Regions from separate parts of the Sus scrofa genome. Here region 2 is linked to region 1. Evidence: chromatin contacts called from public HiChIP or PLAC-seq data. All regions are on one chromosome and are shown on one strand. Each heading gives the region's core, a stretch centred on a gene start, on an enhancer-like site or on the middle of the called end of the contact. The rest is flanking DNA. Distances are from core to core; before and after follow the strand shown.

The links. HiChIP or PLAC-seq counts read pairs in DNA pulled down with a chosen protein or histone mark.
Region 2: a contact with region 1 is called in an H3K27ac HiChIP or PLAC-seq map of alveolar macrophages. The contact joins two enhancer-like sites. A contact is called at or near these places in 1 of 5 promoter capture datasets (liver) and 1 of 2 datasets of contacts at active chromatin or transcription factors (alveolar macrophages).

What each region holds. Positions count from the first base shown.
Region 1 is chr17:58,600,854-58,605,703 of Sscrofa11.1, forward strand. All of the region lies in intron 1 of VAPB (VAMP associated protein B and C), which reads left to right. Among named protein-coding and RNA genes, the nearest start is that of VAPB, 8.5 kb to the left of the region's middle. Within about 2 kb of position 3,053, at least 17 of the 83 cell types and tissues checked have an H3K27ac peak or open chromatin away from gene starts, as enhancers often do. A contact at or near this core is called in alveolar macrophages and liver, where this site is marked.
Region 2 is chr17:59,048,121-59,052,398 of Sscrofa11.1, forward strand. It overlaps GNAS (GNAS complex locus), which reads left to right. Exons shown (of 13, transcript NM_001130215.2): 7 at 2,822-2,876; 8 at 3,012-3,085; 9 at 3,204-3,262; 10 at 3,374-3,494; 11 at 3,647-3,777; 12 at 4,015-4,082. The region is part of intron 2 of LOC110257458 (a long non-coding RNA gene); the gene reads right to left. Among named protein-coding and RNA genes, the nearest start is that of GNAS, 65 kb to the left of the region's middle. Within about 2 kb of position 1,716, at least 54 of the 83 cell types and tissues checked have an H3K27ac peak or open chromatin away from gene starts, as enhancers often do. A contact at or near this core is called in alveolar macrophages and liver, where this site is marked.

The DNA.
Region 1 (4,850 bases), core at 1,803-4,302:
AGTCATCTTGCACTGGGCATTGTGTTAAAAACAAAGTTGCATTATGGTTCCAGGCTTGCTTCCTCGTTTTCTGTCATTTTAGGCCCCTTTCAGGCTGTCATCAGCGTAGCACATCCAGGATTGCTTTGGCCTGTGCTCAGCGGATATGTACAGTCTTTGAAGTTTTTACCTGACAGACCTAGGCTGCTGACTTTACAAAAACAGGAGTTGTTTAAAGAGCTTTATCTTGGAAACAAAGTTACTGAACTTGACCATCATTCTAAGATTATTTTAAAAAATATCAGTGTGGCAAAATAGTCTTTCTAGAGTATCTTGTTTTCAAAATGTTCAGGGTGTTGTTTTAACAAAAGCTGTTGATGTCTAGAAACAATGATGCCTTGATGTGCTTCTGGGTTTTCCCTCCCTTGCACAGGGTGGGGGGGGGGATTGAGAAAATGGCCTAGTCCCTTGGGAAAAATCTTGATGCATTTTCTCTTAATAATATTTTAGCATTAATGGCACAAAACTGTAAAGCCGTATAGAACTACCTTCCTAGGGTTTTCCTTCATCCTTTCAGAAGGGTTATTATCAATTTTTGACTAGTAGGTTAGTATTTCTCTTCTGCCGTCGGGGGTGTCTGTCCCCATGGGGCAGGTCACATGGTGCAGGTGGCAGCCATTCCTCCGCACCTGGTGTTTCAGTAGGATCATATGGCTGTAGCCTGTCTGGGAGGGGGCTTAGGGTCTTAAATATTCCGGGGGGGGAGGTGGATTGAGACGGTTGTCTCTTTTGGATCATACTTTAAGACGGTGTAGTGGACCCCTGGACTAGATTTAAATTGCTTGCGATGTGGCTTGGAACCACTGGGACTCTTGAGTTTTCCTGGCGCTGTCTTTAAAGGCTGGGGGGTGCTCAGGGATGGGAGAGGAACAGAGAGCCGGACGGAGGGCCTGGGAGCAGAGGACATGGTGGTGAGGGCGAAGGAGTGGATGGCCCACTGGGCCCGGCTCTGCCGTTAAGAGCCGAGGCCAGGGGGTGCTGGCATTCGCCTTCTAGCTGAGGGGGACGGAAAGGGAAGGCAAGAAGGACGCTCCCTGGGAGATAATTGCCTGCTTTTCACCACGTCCGTGAAGTCTGGGGGCGCGACAGATGCTTGACATCCTTCATCTTCTTATGGAGTCTGTGGCACAGCCCTGTGATGTGCGTTACTCCGCCGTTAGGGAGCCCGGCCCTGGGTGAGGCCACTGTCCCCGGTCGGTCCAGCACCTAAGGCATTTCTTTCCGGTGTATCACAGGGGCTCTGGAATGAACTCATAAAGGAGCTCATTTGGGGGGGTGGGGAGTCAGAGAATTTTTGTTTTCTGTTTTGGCCACACCCACAGCATATGGAAGATCCCAGGCCAGGCATTGATCTGAGCCACAGCTTCAGCCTATGGCACAGCTGTTGCACAGCCGATCCTTAACCAACTGTACCACAGTGGGGACTCCAGGGCAGAGAATTTTTATCCATTAAGGAAGTGTTAGGAGCCGTCAGGATAATTTCTTCAGAACATTAATTAACTAAGAATTAATCTTTGTGGAATGTTTAGGAGGGATTTCTTACCATCCTTTTAAGAAAGTTCATACTGATGACTCCAAAATATTCTTTGATTTACCTTGTGAATATTCACTTTTTATAACACACATTGTTCGTGTTTAATGATTCTGTATATATAGAACACATTAACTTTCGAGTAATTTGCACATCTGCTCTTGAGTCTTTGGAAGGTAGGGTGAAATTTGTGTGAGGTAGGAATTTCACAGTTTTGCAGATTTGTAAAGTGGGAATTTAGAGAAGTTTGAAAGAATACTTGTTTAGATAGAAATGTCTGAAATAAATGACCTTCATAGGTGCCACCGTAAACTTTACAAGTGGGGCAACAAAGACAGAGAAACAAATAAAGGTAAGTTAATATTAACTAGAGATTTCTTAAGTGTTGAGCAAGATAAAGTGCCTGTGAGAAAGTGCTGTTTTATTCTGCGTGAAGCGCACTTTGGGAGTCGTCCTTCCCCCAGACTGGCCTCCAGGCCCGAGAGTCAGCGTGGGGAGGTGATCGCGCGTGGAGCAGGGGGTCGTCCATCTGGCAATATCTGGGCTTTCTTCCTTTTGCACAACTCATCCCTCGAGGTCTTCTTCACGGGCAGACACCCCTTCTTGTCTGACGGAATGTAGCATGGCTGCGATTCAAGATTGGTTTGGTCACTGCGTCCTGGAAGCTTCCTGTGGGCCAGGTAGTGGATTAGAGGCAGGAGAGGAGTCCTGGCCCTTCTGTTTCCCAGCCTCCGGGCGGTGGGGTGAGAACAATGGCAGTTCCTCACTAGGAGCTTAGAAAAAACTAAGTTCCCCTCGGGGTTGAATCTCACGCGGAAGGTGGAACTCTGGGCATTTTTCGATTCCGTGCCTGTTTGTTCTTCCAGCAGGACTAGGGAGTAGATCCAGCCATGAGCCTCAGGTTCGTAACCCAGATTGGAGGTGGGACTGGGATTCGAGCCAAGCTCTGTCCGACGGCAAAGCCCATGTTCCTGGTCACTGCTTCGGCTGCATTTCTCCTCCTGAAAGCTTGGCGAGACTGTGGCTCACTGGGAAAGCCCGTGGTTTTCTTATTTATTATGTTCTTAGGAAGATGAAAGGGGGACTGGAAGTCGGACAGTGGGAATTGAGGAAGAGGGTTGAAAGAGAAGCAAGACATGAAAAGGAGCAAAGGTGCTTAGTTGTCATTGTCATCTGGTAATAGCTTCCTTGTCACTGCCTCCATGGAGGACACAGTTGTCCTGGCACTTAGAATGACTGATTAAAAAAAACCCCTTTCTACTAATTTTCTTTTTCCCCTAAGAACTTCGGTCCTAACTTGATCATTTCTAATTGCGTCATTCACTTGTTAGTGTTGAAAATGATGTGCTAATATTACCACCGTACTTTCCTTTCCACCACCGACTGCAGGTCCTTTGTCACCTCCAGGCCTGTCACTGCAGACAGCGCGGGCTAATTGGGTGCTACTTTACCTTCTAGTTACAGCACTCAGGCTTTATAATATAGTAGAAAAAGGGAAGAAAAGGAGAGGCGCCTAGGTTCCGTTTTCCGTTCCTCTCCCCTTCTCTGAGCACCATTGAGCCTTTAAAAACAACCCAGGCAATTTAGAGTCCTGAGTGTCTCAAGCCGTGTCCAGCAATTCATGTCTAGGTGGACAGTGGGTATTGCAGTCATCTCATTTCAGAAACGAGAGAGACTGGGCCTGGCCCTTGGCGAACTGTGTCGTCTGTACCTCGTTCTCGCAGCCTCTGCCTCCCGTGTGCTTCGTGTTACAAAAGGAGGCTTCTGTTCCTCCCCTTGCTGTCACCCAGAGAGGGGCCCAGCCAGCCTCTCCACCCAGCTTGGATCTCCTCTTCTGCTGCATGAAGAGGCTTGGACGCAGTGCCGCTCGGTGTGCCTTCCGGCTCTGGGCTTGCGAACAGGGAAGTTCATTTTAGCTGAAGGAGAAGGATGGAGAGCCCCTTGAGGGCAGAAACTGGGGCTTGCGTTTCTCTGAGTACCTGCAGGGCTTTGTACTCGCGGGCTCTCAGATCTGTCTTTAGTGAGCCCTCTTGTTCTGCTTGAAAAGCTCTCTGTTCTGTAAACCTTTCCTTGGTATTCGTGGATATTCTCATCCAGTTCCAGTTTTTTCTGCGTCACCTCAAGCTCTGCACATTGTGTCTCACTCACATGTTGTGTTTACGTCTCCGTCTCCCTCTGTGTGCGCCTTCCTTACTGACTGCTTTGTCTTCAGCCGGAATGCAGGCTCCTGTAGGTTTTGTTTCTTTAGCTTTCCCAGTCGTAACTAAGAGCATGGGTTCTCTGCGTCCCCAGTAACCCCAGAGAGGGGAGCACCCAGCCTGCCTCAATCATCTTTTCAGTGTTTGGTGTGACCGTTCTAAATAGAAGCACACATAGGAGTAAAAACAGGGATTTGCTGAAAAACCAAAGGTTTGTCCTTGCGGAGACTTATTTGAATTCGCATTCTGTTGTTTGAATTGATTTGTTGGCATATAAACGTATCCTGATGGACTGCTCTGAAAATCTAAATCCGCGCTTTCTGACCTTTTTAAAGTCAGACACTGCTTTACTAATTGGATGAAGGAAAGCCATGAATCACTCCTTGGAGAATCTGCAGATACACTCTTTCAGAACTTCTCGGTAATTTGGGGACGGGAGCATCACAGTTTGCACTGGGTGCCTAGCTGACCTCTCCTCTTGCTCAGAATGTCCGAGGTAGAAGAAACATGAGGCGTCGTCTAGAGCCGTCCAGAAAACACTTGACTGTTCATTTGGGTCTCTTTATTTTATCTTATTGTATTCTTATGTATTTGTTTGTAATGACTGCCTTGGTAGCCTTTGCCCTTCAAAGAAAGGTTGGTTCTTGTTTTTTTTCTCCGTGCCTGATGCTGAGCACAGTGCCTGGCAGTTAGTCCACTTGAGCAAATACCCGAGTGTTATCTGCCTTTTTTCAAAAGAATAACTGGGGGGACCTCCCTTGTGGCTCAGCAGTAATGAACCTGACTTGTATCCATTAGGACTCGGGTTCCATCCCTGGCCTCGCTCAGTTGGGTGAAGGAGCTGGCATTGCCGTGAGCTGTGGTGTAGGTCGGCAGCTGCAGCTCCAATTTGACCCCTGGCCTGGGAACCTCCATATGCTGTGAGTGTGGCCCTAGAAAGCCAAAAAAAAAAAAAGAATAACTGGAAAGTTCCTTTGTGTTTCAGCAAGTTAAGGATCTGGTGTTGCCACAGCTGTGGCACAGGTTGCAACTGAGGTGTGGGTTCGGTCCCTGGCCCAGGAACTCCTACATGCCGTGGGTGT
Region 2 (4,278 bases), core at 466-2,965, 450 kb after region 1:
CAGGTAGTCTCACCTGCCTTGAGAAGGTTCTAGTCTGATGCATTTATCTTCTAGGGGCCTTCATGGCACGTTTTAGTGCAGCTACGTTATTTTATATAAACACTTAATGCCTGGCAGAGCAAAGTGATAATCACCTGCCATAAAGCCATGGTCGTCGTTAATTAGCTCAAAGTAATTAATTGAGTTGACCTGCAAGCATTTAGAGAGGTGGGACAGCTCTCACACTTCGGATAATGTGGCAATTTTGTATTGTATTTACCGCAACTGAAAAACGTGCCAAAGAGGAATGGTGAGGACAGACATGTGCTGCCCCCGCCCCAACCTCCCCACCGCCCGTAAGGGACCACAGCAGCTGCCAGGGTTCATCTCGCGTGGGCACCATGTTGGATGCCATTTCTTGTCCTTGTTCCTCATTCAAGGGGCCTCCCCTGCCAAGGGGTCCTTGCCCTGTCCTCCTGTCCCTTCAAGGCTCTCTTGCAGTGGGCCTGATGACGCCCAGCCGGGAGGCTGCCTTTAAGACAGCTTGACCACCTGTCTTACCCTGTGCATCGTGCGGTAGACACATGGCCTTCAGAGCCGTGAAAAATATCTCAAAGAGACCCTCTGTTTGCTCGTGTCGCACACATGTACCAAGCGGTCTCAGGCAACGTGCTCTCAAGTTGGACTGTCTTTTCTGACAATACGATAATCCTGTGTCAGCCCCTCGTGTAAGTAACTGAAACGCCAACAATTTGCTTTGGAAAATGTTCAGTAATCAGGACCCAGGGACGAGGCTGGCTCGCCAAAAGCTAAAATCGTGCATTACCCAGGAGCCCCGCGCCTGAGGAACTTGGGGCCACACAAAGCCAGCTCCCCAGAACCCCGTCATCTGCACAGCACCCGAGCTCCTCTTGGGGTCTGCGAAAGCTGTCCACGTCCCTTCACCGGCCCTGCTTTCCCACAGCAAGGGCACTCGATGCTTTTCACTTGTCACCCCTACAGCTATTTTGTGACTTAACACGCAAGCAAACTTGTATATTTTTTCAAGGAACAGAGAAACAGTCCATCTGGGCCGGTCGCCGTGACCCCCACCCCCACCCCTTCTTCAACAAAGTCCCTGATTTTCTCAAAAGTTTGAGCTTAAAGCTGGAAGTGCTAATTATAGTAACACAAAACACATGGAAATCCTGGAATTGTTTGCCTTTTGTTTTCTGGATCCAAGTCAGAAGCACAGGTACAGGATTAGGCAGCTTTGACCACCCCATTCTTAAGAGCCCTGGGGGGGCGGGGCGGGGTGTAACAACTTCATTAATTCAGTTTAGCCAGCTTTCTTTTTTTTTTTTTTCTTTTTTTTTTAAATCGCACACCATTTCAAAAGTTTTTTTTAAAAGTTTTTCGAAAGCCCTATCCACGCATGCCTGCAACTTTATCTGCAAATGGCAGCATGTGCACAGTTTATGGAAAGTTTTAAGGAAACTCCGAGAAAAAGAGAACAGAGCTTGACCCTTTTAAAATGTCTCCTTCCCCGGCCAGCCGCCTCCAGCAGCCCTGCCTTCTTCGTAGCCCGCCTGTTTCTGGCGTAACTGCCTTTAGGTTACGGCCGAGGTCCTGGGGACGTGCCCGTTCCTTAAGGTGCCTGTTTTTATTTGTTGAGCTGGGCTTTGGCTGGCCCCCCTCCAGATGTCTCTCTCACAAGATTTGGTGCTGATGAGCTATTTATAGACCTGTGGTTCGGTTGCCATGGCAACGTGCTGGAGGCCAGGGCGGCTGGGGAGCTATTTCTGGCCTGGTGCTGTAATGTAAGCCTGATTGGGCAAGTTAGTGTATCCTCGAAGCCAGACTCACTTTAAACTGGTGAAAAGGAAAGGGGGGGGGGCACCACCTTATAGAATTTCTTTAAATTTTTCTCGCTTTGATTTTCTTCTCTGATTAGCTCACTTTCCAACACCTCCCATCCCCCCTTCCCCCCCCCCCAAAAGCTGGTTTCCACATTAACTTTCCATGGTAATTACCTCAGTCCAGTCTTTTAAAAGTTATTTTTCCTAACAGTGTGTCCAGTCGGGCAACCCAAGCAAAGAGCCTCCCGACTCTGGGAGGGAGGAAGCATTCTCACCCCTAGACAGCCTTCTCACCCCTGAGACCCCCAGACCCCGCGCCGCCACGGTGCGCGCCCCCTGCCTGCCTGGGGCCCCAAACCTGGATGGCGGTGAGGTGCTTTGAAAGCTTCCTCTCTGGGCTGGTCTGCTTCACGGACCAAGCAGGACGGAAGGGAACTGGTGTCTGTTTCCTGTTCGGTGCGGTGCGGGCCGAGAGGGCCACTTCCTAAAAGGAGAGATACCCTTTCTGAGTTAATCCAGCAATCTCATCTTCATTCGTCCTTTGGGCGAAAAAAATCCTTGCTTCTTTTAAGCGTGCCCTTTTTTTTTTCTTCATTTTTTCAAAAACTCCCTGACATGGAAGTGTACAGTTTTCAAACGACTTGCCGTTTTAGTCAAAGCCAAACAATCTGAGGGTGTACTGTTTTACTCAGGCATTACCCAATGGCACACAGTCAGGCCTGATTTGGGGCCCTGGGCGGATGGATTTGCACAGAGCGAGTCTTTTCAAATTAAAACCAGATCAGATCCCCCCCCCCCAACTGGCCTGTGCTGTACCTGTAGGCCAGGGGTCCTGATTTATCTTAAATCCTATTTGCGCGAACCTTTGTAAGGCATCCGCTTGACCCTAATGAACTTCATGGGATGGTCGTTTTCGCTTAGCTGGACCTTGTGGCTGGGCAGGAATAGTGGGCAAATTGGCCTGAACGTGTGGTCACCCCCGTGTGTCTTTCTTCTGCTCCCAGCTTCCTGGACAAGATTGACGTCATCAAGCAGGCTGACTACGTGCCCAGCGACCAGGTATGCACCCCTTCTCACAGGGCAGAGGATGCAGAGTCTTCTTTCCAAGCCAGTCAGCATTTTTGCTCCAGGTTGGCAATGATTAACACTTGGGTTGGTTTTGGTGAGACCGCTTAATCTGAGACTTTGTTTTAGGACCTGCTCCGCTGCCGCGTCCTGACTTCTGGAATCTTTGAGACCAAGTTCCAGGTGGACAAAGTCAACTTCCAGTAAGTAAACGGTTCCTTTTTTTTAGAAAGAAAAATAGGTTTCTCGAGGTCCCCCCGCAGTGAGCATGGTGGACCATGGTAGCCCTTGTGGTGACCAGGCGTCCTCTCTCTCCTGCAGCATGTTTGACGTCGGTGGCCAGCGTGACGAGCGCCGCAAATGGATCCAATGCTTCAATGGTATGGAAGCCCTGGGCTTCTCCACTCTTTAAGGCTATTTCCCCCCGCCCCCGATGGTTCAGGCTCATGGTCACTCCTAACACTGCATCCTCTTTCTCTCTTGTGCCGAAGATGTGACCGCCATCATTTTCGTGGTCGCCAGCAGCAGCTACAACATGGTCATTCGGGAGGACAACCAGACCAACCGCCTGCAGGAGGCCCTGAACCTCTTCAAGAGCATCTGGAACAACAGGTTTGTGCGGTGACCCCCCGGCGTCCTCCCCACGGAGCTCGAGGCCCTGGATCTGCATGGTGCAGGGGAAGGAGTCCTGTGCAGGCACCCCAGCCCCCTGCAGAGAGGGCGCCCCCCTTCCCGGGCGCTGACCCCGCTCTCCTCCGTGTTAGATGGCTGCGCACCATCTCTGTGATTCTGTTCCTCAACAAGCAAGATCTGCTGGCTGAGAAAGTCCTCGCTGGAAAATCGAAGATTGAGGACTACTTTCCAGAATTTGCTCGCTACACTACTCCTGAGGATGGTACGTGTGGCCTCCTGCAGTGGGTCGGTTCCCCGCTGGTCCTGTGGGTCGTGCACACGTTAAAGAGTTTCTATTCTGGATTTTAAAGAGCACCTGAAGGAACAAACAGCCTTCCGGAATGGAAACCCCCCCCCCCCACTACCACCACACTCTTAGGGATCTGTGGGGGCGCAAAAAACAAAAAAACAAACCCTTATTTTAATTCCTTGAGTAACTAAATATTTATATTCTTCGCAGCAACTCCCGAGCCCGGAGAGGACCCACGCGTGACCCGGGCCAAGTACTTCATTCGAGATGAATTTCTGGTGCGTAGAGCCTGCCTTTCATCCTCTCTTGGCTGGTTCTCTTATTCCTAGGGGGTGTAGATTTACTTAACTCTAAATTCGGGGATCAAACCATCCAGTTCCTCACTGGCGTTTCACCAGTAGCCAGTGTGTCTCTTAGCCCTTGCGCCCTTTGACTCGGGTGTGTTTTCACATAATGTCAAAAAAGGGTGAGGGC